Regions from separate parts of the Sus scrofa genome. Here region 1 is linked to region 2. A link is a contact called in public promoter capture Hi-C data. All regions are on one chromosome and are shown on one strand. The core of a region is the stretch at or near the end of the contact, and the rest is flanking DNA. Distances in the headings are between cores, read along the strand shown. Region 1 holds the start of LSM12 (protein LSM12 homolog). Region 2 holds the start of GRN (granulin precursor).

The links. Promoter capture Hi-C pulls out the DNA fragments that hold promoters and counts their contacts.
Region 1: a contact with region 2 is called in a promoter capture Hi-C map of liver, with 3 times the contacts expected there. The contact joins the promoter of LSM12 here to the promoter of GRN in region 2. A contact is called at or near these places in 1 of 5 promoter capture datasets (liver), 4 of 47 Hi-C or Micro-C datasets (heart right ventricle, liver and skeletal muscle) and 1 of 2 datasets of contacts at active chromatin or transcription factors (alveolar macrophages).

The regions. Positions count from the first base shown.
Region 1 is chr12:19,127,344-19,133,322 of Sscrofa11.1, forward strand. LSM12 (protein LSM12 homolog) reads left to right here and starts at 1,287. Exons shown (of 5, transcript XM_021066900.1): 1 at 1,287-1,498; 2 at 3,547-3,680. The coding sequence starts at 1,375.
Region 2 is chr12:18,896,640-18,902,652 of Sscrofa11.1, forward strand. GRN (granulin precursor) reads right to left here and starts at 3,805. Exons shown (of 13, transcript NM_001044578.1): 1 at 3,789-3,805; 2 at 847-991; 3 at 597-722; 4 at 419-503; 5 at 1-87. The coding sequence starts at 984.

The sequences.
Region 1 (5,979 bases), core at 37-2,536, 230 kb after region 2:
AATCTTTTTCTAACAGTGCCTGGCAACCATTTATGAAAATCAACAATGACAACATTGCATAAAAAGTGGAGTGGCAGTTATTTATGACTTATGGGGGAGACATGAAGATTCTCTGAAAAACGCAAGGATGAGGGATTTGAATGTTTATTTCTATTAAAATGATTATACTAATATTGACCCAACATTAGGAAGTTGATGGCTCTTGCAAGGCAAGGAAAAATTTTTGAACTTTGTTCAGGTTAAGAAGTGTCAGGTCTGGCCCTTTGTGTCCCTCCCTCTGCCTGTTGTTATTTAGACGTGAGGCTCCAGAATTTCTATAGTGGAGGGGTAGATGGGTTAGGGATGGTAATTTGCAATAGTAGGGCTTGAAAATGCATCTGCATGGTACTTACACGTTAGGAAAATTGTTTTTGATCTTAGATAGTCATTAATAGGGAGCCCCAAACTCCTGCTCCATGGCTACAGTTGTCCCTACCACTGCTCCTCACTCTTTGCTTGGTTTTCTGGAGGAGGGGACAAGACCGGAGATGGGGAAGAATTTTGAGTTCCAAGGGTGAGGGGTGATGGCAGAGATACTACCATTTACTAAGGACCTACTACATGCCATGCATTTGTACTCGTTATTTTTTTTATCTTCCACTCCTCCCAAAGTCTCTATGAGGTATTGTCTAATATAGCATAGCAGTAAATAGCACTCTCTTTGGAAACAGGTAGATGGAATCTTTGCTAGTTGTGCGACCTTGGAAAAAGTTTAGCCTAAGACTTAGTTTCTTCATCTATAAAATGAGAATATTGACTTCTACATCGAAGGGTTGTTGGGTGCTCAATAGCGACAATACATACGGAGTAAAGAAACAGGATCAGGTTTAATAATTTGCTCAAGGTCATATAACTCAGTGGAATACTGATTCCAGTTTAGCCAATTCGACAGCCAAAGTCCTTTCCACTACCACTTTATAACTAGGTATAATCGTTTTGAGCAAGTTTTGATGAGTTTTCTGGGACTTCGATTCCTCATATGTAAAATACAGAGTTCATTCATTAAACTCTTGCGTCTAGGCGTGAACGTAATGAAGATTGCAGTTCCCTCCTCCTTCCTTTTTTTATTCTACATAGGTCATTTATCTTTAACTTCTAAAATGGACCCTGCAAACACTTCACCAAGTGGGCGCAGCTGCACAAACATAATTATTTAGATTCCTCTTTATTTCCTCGTCTACCCTCTTCCACCTAGGATCCCGCCCCACCCAACCCAGGCCACGCCCTGGCGTGTGACGTCAGCACGCCTCGTGCGTCGCGGCGCGGCGCTCACTGGGGGCCCGGCTTTCGCCCGCTGCTGCCGCCGCTGCCGCCGGCCGCGGCTGCTCTCCCAAGATGGCGGCTCCTCCGGGCGAGTACTTCAGCGTTGGGAGCCAGGTGTCGTGCCGGACGTGCCAGGAGCAGCGGCTGCAGGGCGAGGTGGTAGCCTTCGACTACCAGTCCAAAATGCTGGCTTTAAGTATCCTTCCCTGCGCGGAGCCCAAGGCCGGGCCGGCGTGTATGTGCGGTGGTGGTGGGGGGGCGGGGGACGACAGCGGTGGCTGGGGCCTCTCCGGGCCTAGGGGCGACCGGCTACCGCGGCGCTCGGAGCGCATGCGCGCGGCCCTGAGCTCCCCTCCCCCTCTCGCGGGTCCCTCGGTCCGCGGTGGGGACCCTGTCCCCCACGCGTTGTGGGAGCTGGGCCCCGTACGAGGGTGGGTGGGTGGAGGGGGCTTGACACGCGGGTGGCTTTTCGGGACGAACGCTAGGAGAGAGGACACAGTGATTAGAAGAGGGGTGGTCGTGGGAGGGGGCTGGGGAATGGAGCCCGGATGGAGGCGGGGAGGGTAAAATCCTGTGGGGACGGGGTGTGCAGAGTAAGGAACTGCTAGTGGGACAAGGGTATGGAGTTTAGGTGGTTTGTCTGCTGATGGGATTTCGTCCAAGAAAGGGCGGTGGGGTAGTGACCAAATGGGTCTCTCCTTTTTGGGGGGAGAGTAAGTGCAGGATAGGAGTTTGTATCTGAACTGGGGATGGGGCTTGTTTTCCTGGTGCTTGTGTGTGTGCTTGTGGTGCCAGTGGGGGCGGGGAGTGCTGAATTTTGGGCTTCTCAGTCATATGGAAATTGCTATTTTGGGGATGTTTGTGTTGGAAACCTGGTGCAGAGAGAGGACCACGTTTTTCGGGGGCTTATGTATCGATGTATGGGTTACAGGTGAAAGAGTAAGTTATATTCTCTTGCTCAGCCCAGCGCATGGAATCCTGATTTTCCATAGTAGTAGCCTTCCCTTTGGAAAGTGGCAGTGTTAGAATGGAAAAAGTAGCCTCTTCGGGGTGGAAATGATTTCTGAATTACTCCAGGAAAGTCATTCTTGGAAACAAAATACTTCCTGGTTGTAATAAATGTGCCACCCCTTCCCCTCTTATTTGAGCCACAGGTGGGTTTATTTGGCTTTTTTTTTTCTTGGAGTAATTTTTTAATGGCACCTTTCAAAAGGAAGTTTCTTTCTGAGTCAGTTGCTTTTGAGTGGCAAGTGTTTTAATTTATTTAACCACTAGTCCTAGATTTCTAGCTTAGGAAGATGTCCTTTGAAACTAATTACAGCAAGAATAGTTTTGTTTTTGTTTTTGCTTTTTTTTAGGGCTGTACCCAACAGCATATGAAAGTTCTCAGCCTAGGGGTCTAATTGGAGCTACAGCAGCTGGCCTTCTTCACAGCCACAGCAACGTGGGATCCAAGTGGTGTCTGCGACCTACACCACAGTTCATGGCATTGCCAGACCCCTGACGCACTGAGCGAGACCAGTGATCAAACCCATATCCTCATGGATACTAGTTGGATTGTTTCTTCTGCACCACAATGGGAACTACTTTGTTGTGTTTTTTAAATACAAGAATACATACCTGGATTAAAGACCATTTACATTACTGGTTTAATTGGAGGGGTTTTGGAATGAGAAATTACTCAGCTTTTAATTGATATACAGTATGCTCTTAAATGGTCAGAGAATGAGTGAGTGAGTGAATGAATGGATGGGTTAACTAGCTGGGTCACCTTGAGTGAGCTTCCTTTCCAGTGCTGTAGTTTTTTCCTGCAAAATGGGAAATCTCAAATCTGAAAAAGTGAAAAGAGCACTGTTCAGATATAGGAAGGATACCAAGAACAGAAAGTACTTGCTCTCCTGTGTGGTTCATTAGGTTCAAGGCAAACAGTATACTTACAGCATTAAAACTACGTCAAGCCTCTGCATAAAACCAGCAGAGAGAAGGTGACAGAAACCCTGTTGAGGCTTCCAATTTTGGATTGTGTTTTCCTTTGAAAAGCTTGAGATCCCTTGGTCGTGGGGTTGATCGGGAGGAAGGTGACAGGCAGAGATTTCCTGAGGAGAGCTGATTCTCCTGAGGCCACCCTCTTGCTTGTGGCATACCTTTTACACAAGTCATGTGTGAATTGTGTTTTCCATGTCCCTTTGGAATGTGTTAGTGCTCTGCTTCCCCCAATTTTCCTTAACTTTATTTTCTCACCAGAATGTCCCTCTTCCAGTGGAAAGCCCAACCACGCAGACATCTTGCTCATAAACTTACAGTATGTTTCAGAAGTGGAAATAATTAATGACCGAACAGAAACCCCTCCTCCCCTAGCTTCACTCAATGTTAGTAAGGTAAGGACTTGAGGGCAGTTCTGGCTCTCCAAAATGATGGGAAATTTGAGTCTCATTGAGTCTTGGTGGCACATACATTGTCCATTGTTTTTTCATTTTTTTCACTAATTTACAATTGCTTGTATTTTCGGAAAAATATAGCAGTTTAGTTTTTCTGTTTATTCCTGGATATCTTCAGATTTTAAGAAATGTCTTAATGCCCAAATGGGGAAATAGAGTTGAGAGCTGGCTTTTGTCCTTTGGGAGAGGGCTTGTTTTTACTTCTTAACCTGGAGTCCATATGCATGAACTTGATGTTGGTGGGGTGTTGCTTCTCAACCTCCTGAAATTGTGTGTTTGTGCACAAGTGAGTTTATGTGTTTCCTGGGTGAAGATCTGAAGTATTTTTCAGGTTCTCAGGAATTCATGACCTACAAAGATTTGAAAACCACTGCACTAGAGCTTCATTTTTGTTTTTATGTTTGAACTTTGAGGTCTAACAAAGTTAGAGGTTTAGGGAGTTCTCTTGTGTGGAAAGGATTAAGGATCCAGCATTGTCACTGCTGTGGCTTGGGTTCACTGCTGTGGTTCCCATCCCTGGTCTGGGAACATCCACGTGCTGCAGGCACTGCCAAAAAAAAAAAATTTAGAGGTTTAGGATATTCTAATCTTGGAAATCCAGATTGATTTTGGGGAGCCCTCAAATAACTTTTCTCATTCTTCATTTCTGTTAGCCAAGTATGGGGGAGTACTTGGAATCCTCTTTCAGAATAACTGGAGCTGTATCTATCAGGGACTCAGTTTAATGTCACCTCTTCCAAGAAGTCTTTTCTGATCAGCCAGGCTAAAGTGATTTGCCTCCATTATTCTCTCTTATAGTATCTTATCCTTGAAAGATAAGGTGACATGTTTATAGTCTAATCTGGGACATTTTTGAGAGTAAAGGGTGAGGGGTACTTTTGTTGTACACTGAGACAAGCATGTATTGGTGTGTCCTGGGAAAATTGGGACTTAAGGTTATCCTATTCATAGCCTTTTTGTAATCATAATTGTATATTATTTGTTTTCTTTTCTTTTTTTGGTCTCTTTGCCTTTTCTAGGGCCGCTCCCTTGGCATATGGAATTCCCAGGTTAGGGATCTAATTGGCGCTGTAGCCACCGGCCTACACCATAGCTCACAGCAAGACCAGGTCATTAACCTGCTGAACAAGGCCAGGGATTGAACCCGCAACCTCATGGTTCCCCAGTCGGATTCATTAACCACTGTGCGATGGGAGCTCCCATTTGTTTACTTTTCTATCTCACTAAACTTTGTTTTGTAGGGATGGGAATATTCTTACTTTGTTCATCACTGAATATACAGAGCCTTGCACAGAGTAGGTGCTTCATAAATATTTGTTGAATGACTGATTTAGACATTCATCTTTTGTAGCAGCTACCTTTTCTTAAGTATTTTAAATTTAGTGTGGTGGAAGTTTTTCCCTCTGTGGGTTTTGTAATAATGTATAATCTCTTGCTTCTCTTGGGAATTTGATATGTTTGCGACAATTCAGCAAATCGAGGAAACAGGCAGCTGGAAATACAGAGGGTGACTGAGGCTGGCAGTATGTAGTTACCTCAGATCTGGAGCACCCTATTTTCTAAATTCCAGGGAAACACCAGTGTTTTTCAGTGATGTTTGAAGATAGATTTAGAAGGGTCTTGGGGGAGTGCCCGTCGTGGCTCAGTGGAAATGAATCTGACTAGTATCCATGCAGACGAGAGTTCCATCCCTCCCCTTGCTCAGTGGGTTCAGGATCTGTCGTTGCCGTGAACTGTGGTGTAGGTCGCAGAAGAGGCTTGGATCCTGCGTTGCTGTGGGGTAGGCCGGCAGCTGAAGCTCTGATTTGACCCCTAGCCTGGGAACGTCCATGGGCCGCCAGTGCGGCCCGAAAAAAAAAAAAAAGAAGGAAGGGTCTTGGGTTTCATATTAAAGGCTGTTGCATAGAGAGTATCCCATTCTTAGAACTGTAGATTGTTTTGAAATCCTGGCTTGATCCCCCTGTTAAAGTATAGGAGATTTTGCTTTTTTTAGGGCCACACCTGCAACATAGGGGTCGAATCGGAGCTACAGCTGCTGGCCTACACCACAGCCACAGCAGTGCAGGATCTGAGCCCAGTCTGTGACCTCACCACAGCTCTCAGCAACGTCCGATCCTTAGCACACAGGGCAAGGCCAGGGATTGAACCTGCGTCATTATGGATACTAGTTGGGGTCTTTACCCACTGAGCTACAACAGGAACTCCCTAAAGTAAGAGATCTTTTAACAATCTTCTATTA
Region 2 (6,013 bases), core at 2,555-5,054:
AGCCGTCAAGCATAGTGCAGCACGTGGAGGAGTTGGGGCAATGGAACTGGCTGTTGGGGCACAGGATGTCATCCGAGGGCTTGGTATCTGTAGACGGGATGACGCAGGATTCCGCCCATCAGTCCAGTTGCTGCTGGCACCTGGGCCTGCAGGCCCAGCTACAGGACTGGGGAGGCGGGGGATGGGGGAGCATTGGGGGGCGGGCACTAGGGCTCAGAGGAGCCCCCAGGCTCTCCTGACCCCTCCTCGCCCCAGTGCTGCCCCTCCGTCCAGAGCAGGGGGGCTGCTTAGTACAGATGCTACATGAATGAGGACATGAAGGCAGGAATCAAGGTCACCCCAGCTGGCTGGGCTCCTGAGTGCTCCAGGCTCTACGTGGTGCCCATCTGCCTGCCCTCCGCCCCCACCTTGGCCGCACCTGGTCTTCGGAGGCAGGACCACCCATCAGCACTGCAGTGGAAGCCCTGCGGGCAGCAGTGGAGGCCATCCCTGCATGACACGGCCTGAGGGACACAGAGATGCCTTCATTGGCGAGGCCCTTTTCCCTGGGGGAGGGAGAGACCTGAGCCCCACCACTGACCCACTGGCACCCTCACCTCTGGGAACGGGCAGCAGTTGGAGGTCTCATTGGTGGTGAGGATGCAGGAGTGGCCAGGAGGGCACTGGGCTTTAGTCTTGCAGGGTACGCCCAGATGCTGGCTCAGTGCCTTGGGCCACTTGTCCTGGAAGGCGAGAAGAGCGGATAAACCAAAGGAGCCGAGCCTGGCCCCCTCCTCTGGCCAATCCAAGGTGACTCTTTGGGAATTCCCAGGCCACCAGCTCTTGCCTGAGCCAAAGGGCACTCACCGGAACGGGATTGCAGCAGCTGTAGCTGGCTCCTCCCGGGTCCAGGCAGCAGGCCACGGGGCAGAGCTGACCATCCGGGCACTGTGTTCCAGCCACCAGCCCTGTCACCAAGGCCACCCAGCTCACCAGGGTCCACATGGTCCACCTGCAAAATAGCAAGAGGCTTTTGGCAACTAGCTTAAGCTCAGACGGCCCTTCACGCTGGAGCCAGTCACTCCCCCAGCCCCAGGCTCCGGCCCCAAGACTCCCCGAGTCCCCCCAGCTATACCCCATCCAGGCGGGAAGAAAGGTGTGGGGCCTGAGATTCAGCTTCCTACGCGTGTAGACCCGTGAGCATAAATGCTGGCCTGAGCACATGTGTGAATCTGTGTCCCCAGCATGTGGCTTGACACCTGAGCCTCCGTGGCTAAGTGTGCAGAGATGTGGGCATGTGAGAGTCAGGAAGACCCGTGGATTCTGCGGGTCTGATCTGTGGGGACATGGCCACCTCCCAGGGGTGGGGAAGACCTCAGTCGCCGTGGGAGAACGGGGCTGGAGGACAAGGAGGGAGTTTCCACTCGAAGAAAAGTCGGAGTTCCGCTTCCCGAGCCGGCCCCTCTAGATGCCACCTTGTCTGATGCTGTGCTCACACCTGCACCCTGCTAAGTTCTGGTGGCCGAGAAGTGGGGGCGTGTGACGATATGGGAAACCACAGGGTTGAGAAAGTTGTGAAAAAGGAAGTATGGTGCCCATGGAGCCTGGGCTACCTTCCCCAGAGGCCAGCTACCACCTGCCCACTGACTGTCCCCTCCACACCCAAAGAAGGGGACACACAGGCTGGGTCAACCTTTGGGACCCCGGTGTTGTAAGGGCCCCCTAGTACCACCAGGCCATTTCAGAATGTGCAGACATACCACCCTCCCTTCCCCTGCCTCTCCCCACCCTGGAGCCGAAACCCGGCTGCAGGTGGAGACAGCCCAGGGCTGCCCACCCGGTGCCGATCTGAATCAGAAAAAGGAACCAAGCCCCGGTTTCTGAAGGAGCGCAGCCTCTCACTTCCTAAACAACTCTTCCCCCAAGCTCGGCCAGCCTTGTGGGGCAGGCCTGGAAGATGCGACTCTGCCTAGAGAGGCAAAATCAGTCATGTCTCTCGAGCCTCTTAGGAGCCAGTTACAACATGCTATGGTATTTCTTTACCATCTAAAGGAGTCATTATTATCTTTATTATTTTTTTTTCTTTTTTTTGCTTTTTAGGGCCACACCTGTGGCATATGGACGTTCCCAGGCTAGGGGCTGAATTGGAGCTGCAGCTGCCAGCCTACACCACAGCCACAGCAACTTAGGCTCCAAGCTGCGACACAGCTCACGGCGACACCATATCCTTAACCCACTGAGAGAGACCAGGGATTGAACCTGCACCCTCATGGATACTAGTCGGGTTTGTAACCCGCTGAGCCACAACAGGACCTCCCTACCTTTACTTTTCAAAGGAGGATGCTGGGGTGTAGAGGTGTTAAATAACCTGCCCAGGTCACACCACAGGCTTTGATGGCTCCAGAGTATATTATTCGACCTAAGTTCATTTCACAAGCGGCACCGTGGACAGTACCTGGGAAAGGACCCCAGACCCCAGGAGGGTAGAGGCCTGGGGTCCAAACTGAGAAGTGGGACAAAAGCACTTCCTGGGCTGGTGGACCAGGCAGGACAGGAACAGAGAGTGTAGGGGCTGCCTGGATACTTACCACACGCGGCCCCTAGTCTGTGACAGCCGCCACAGTCGCTCCCTGTCTCTGGGCCTTGGTTGCCCGTGAGTCTCTCTGTGTGTATACACTGCACACTACGAGCAGCAGGGGTTTGCACAATCCTCTCTCCCTCACCTGGCTTTCCTCGGTGGCCCCTCTCAGCTCAAAGACCACCTCCACGAGGCCGTCTCCTGGCCGGGTAAGGCTGAAGAAGCCCAGTCCTGGCCTGTGGCCCTTTCACGCTCTTCTCCAATGCCCGCAGCTCCCTGCAAGGCATCTACACCTGGCTCCACCTGCTTCTTGGGAGTCCAGCCTCAAGCCTCCTCAGACTTGTCCTGCTGGCCTGACTCAGGCTGGAGGGAGGGCCTGTCTGCACACACCAAGGACCACTCAGCACCCTAGTGATTCATTTATGCACATTTCCCTTCCTGGGCATCCTGAGGTTATGCATGCGCCGACCGAACACACATGCATGCACGCGCACGCACACTCAGGACAAGGGAGGGGGGAGGGGACCCGACTCCTCTCAGTAGGGTTCCCACGGTGCCACCACCACCGCACACCGCCAGCAGAGAGGGAGATCAGGAGCCTCTTCAGGCCCCTAAGCTCCGTCATCTTCCACTAGGTGGCAGCCCCCAACTCCAAGTGCCAGGAGAGAGCTTCTCAAAAGGTGAACCAACCCAGCTGCGGAGAGCCGGGGAAAAGTGACGGGGAGAGGCGGAAGTTAGCTTTTCCCACCCGCCACGAGAGGAAGTAAAGAAAAGCCAGATGCAACCCAGGGGTTCAATCACCACTCCCAAGTCCCTACGGCCTTTGAGGAGGCCACGGTCTCAAGCCCTACTCCCAGCCCTTTGAGGTCGGGGACCACCGGCTGGCGCCTCGTCTGCTCCCAGCCACAGCAGACACCCCCTACCAAACCACCACCAGCACCTGCCAACGGGGGCGGAGTCAGCTCAAGAACAGAGTGGTCCCTGCTTTAGGGGAAGGGGCTGCAGCTTCCGGGGTTGCTGGAGAAGGAGAGGGCCCCTTCTAATGGGAGTCACTGCAATTACTGTTTACTCCCCCTCCCCATAAAACTCCCTCCAGTGCATGGGAGTTTCTCTAAGGGAGTCTTTTCGTGTCTCCTCTCTGAAACTCCTGAGGACCCTCAAGTCTCCACGTCCCCTTGGCCGGGCCCCTGGGAAGGAGCAAGCGGGAGCGCTCCGAGGCCACCCCTCTTACCTGCGTCGCGGTCAGCTCTGGGCAGCAGCTGTCCGGCAGCTCACCAAGTAGGGCCCCTCGGCGCGATGGCCCGCCCACCTCAGTTTCCATTGGCCAGGTATCTGGACTGTCACGCTCCCATTGGCTACTCGTCGACATAAAGGCGGGGCCAACCTGGAATCCTGTGCTTCTTTCCTACTCATTTCACTCTCCTCCCTCCCTTCCTCTTTCACCCCAACCCCCCCATTTCCAGGGATCATGTGATTGGAGAATCATGTGACGCCCTGGCCGACTCTGCCAGGCTTCGAGTGTCCGCCTCGCCCGCCGACTCCTGAGATATTAACATCCAAGGGAGCTCTCGGTTAGAGCGTGCTTCCAGAGCTTTCGCAGGCCGTCGGCTTCTGGTCTTGGAACATTTGTGCATCCTGTTTCTATTCTGTTCAGTCAACTCGGATTTAATGCTGGGCAGCCAGGCCCCAAAGGGGGTTGAAGGAGAGTTGTGAGGGCAAAGATGAACAGCTCTCAGGCAGGCCCTTTCCTTAAGGTGCTCCCAGCAAGGGTGCGGTGGGGGTTGGAGAAGGGGAGACAGGCTCAGGTTAAATCTGATTTAAGGTACGAAGTCCTTACCTTACCTGTGCCAGATGCTCTAGGTGCGTGGAAGGGAAAGGAAGTAGGTTGGTTCTGGGCAGGGAAGAAGAGATTTCATTCCAACCTGAGGGCTGAGTTTTGAGCTGAGTCTTGGAGGATTTTAGGTGGCAGGTGGGGAGGGGTTGGAGAAATGGCCGGGGGGGGGGTGGTGTTGGGAGAAGCATCAGGAAACCAGATGGCAGGGGCAGCCTTGAGCAGGGATCGAGGGCCAAGTTCAATGTAGTGGACTTGAGGAACTGCTGGGGGTGTGGCACCCGGCTGGGCTGGAGGTGGGTGCGTAGCCAAAGTGGCTTCCTAATTTCAGTGGTCCCTGCCTCCCAGGAATTGATATGCTGCTTTTTCAAGTGTACCACATAGGACAGATTTGCCAGCAGCAGAAGCTAGACTGCTTGGTGCCCAGAAGCCCTGGCCTGGGCAGAGATGGGCAACGGGAAGTACCCCGAGAGAGAGGAGAGGCTCAGAGAAAGCCTGGTGCTGGGCCTTGGGGGAAGGACAGTGTTTGGTGGTGCCGAGTGGAGGGAGAGCTTGAGCCGAGGGTGAGGCTGGGGTTGGGGGACAACCAACCAAGATCCGGGGTGGTAGGGGTCTGGGTAGGGAGGAGGTGGCAGGGCTGAAGAATTGTGTGACAGTGGTGCTCTTCCTGGGACTGGAGAGGGCCCAGAGGTTCAGTAAGGCTCCTACTGAACGTCAAGACTACTCTGCACACTCGTTCCCCTTCCTGTGCATCTTTATGCTTCTGTGGACAAAGCGAGCACAGAGGGAGAGGAACGGGGGAGGGACAATATGGGGTAGGACATTAAGAGGTACAAGTTATTACGTATAAAATAAGCCACAAGGGTATATTGTACAACAGGGAATATAGTCAATATTTTATAAGAACTGTAAGCAAAGTATAGCCTTTAAAAACGGACTCACTGTATTGTCCCCCTGTAAGTGATAAGATGATGCACACCAACTACATGGTAATAAAAAGAAAAAACTAACCATCCTGTTATCCTTTGTTCCTTTTTCTCCCGTGTTTGTCTTTTTCTTATTGAACTGTGGGAGCTCTTTATATAGTTTGGATCAGGATATACGTTGCAAATATTTCCTCCCAGTCTATCCTTTGTCTTTTCTCTTTGTTGATGGTATCTTTTGTGGTCAGAAGTTATGTCATTATGTCATCTGAAACCTAGCCAGCAATCTTTTCCTTTGTGGCTTCTGCTGCCCCACCCCATGCTTAAGAAGGGAGAGATGTGTTCTTCGTGGTCTGTTACTATTCCTGCTGTGGTCCCACCTCAGATGCCAGCGCTGCCCCGGATTGAGGCAGCGCAGATGGTTCCACTGAGAGGCCTCACAGGAAGAGACCCATGGTTGTGTCTGTGGCTAAGACGTTCCTCCAGGTCAGCCCCAGGGCCGCTCTCACAGGTGGCGGTCAGGATAGAGCAGGAGAGCATGCCCTCCTTCTCCTTCTCTCAGCATCTCACTCCTCAGGGATTTCTTCGTCCAGAGTTACTGTTCTGCCCCCCACAGAAGAGTCACAGTTGCCCCAGGAGAGGGGCTTTTTCCCCAAGATCTTGAGTTGCTGGATAAGACAGGAGTTTCCACGGTGGTGCGCC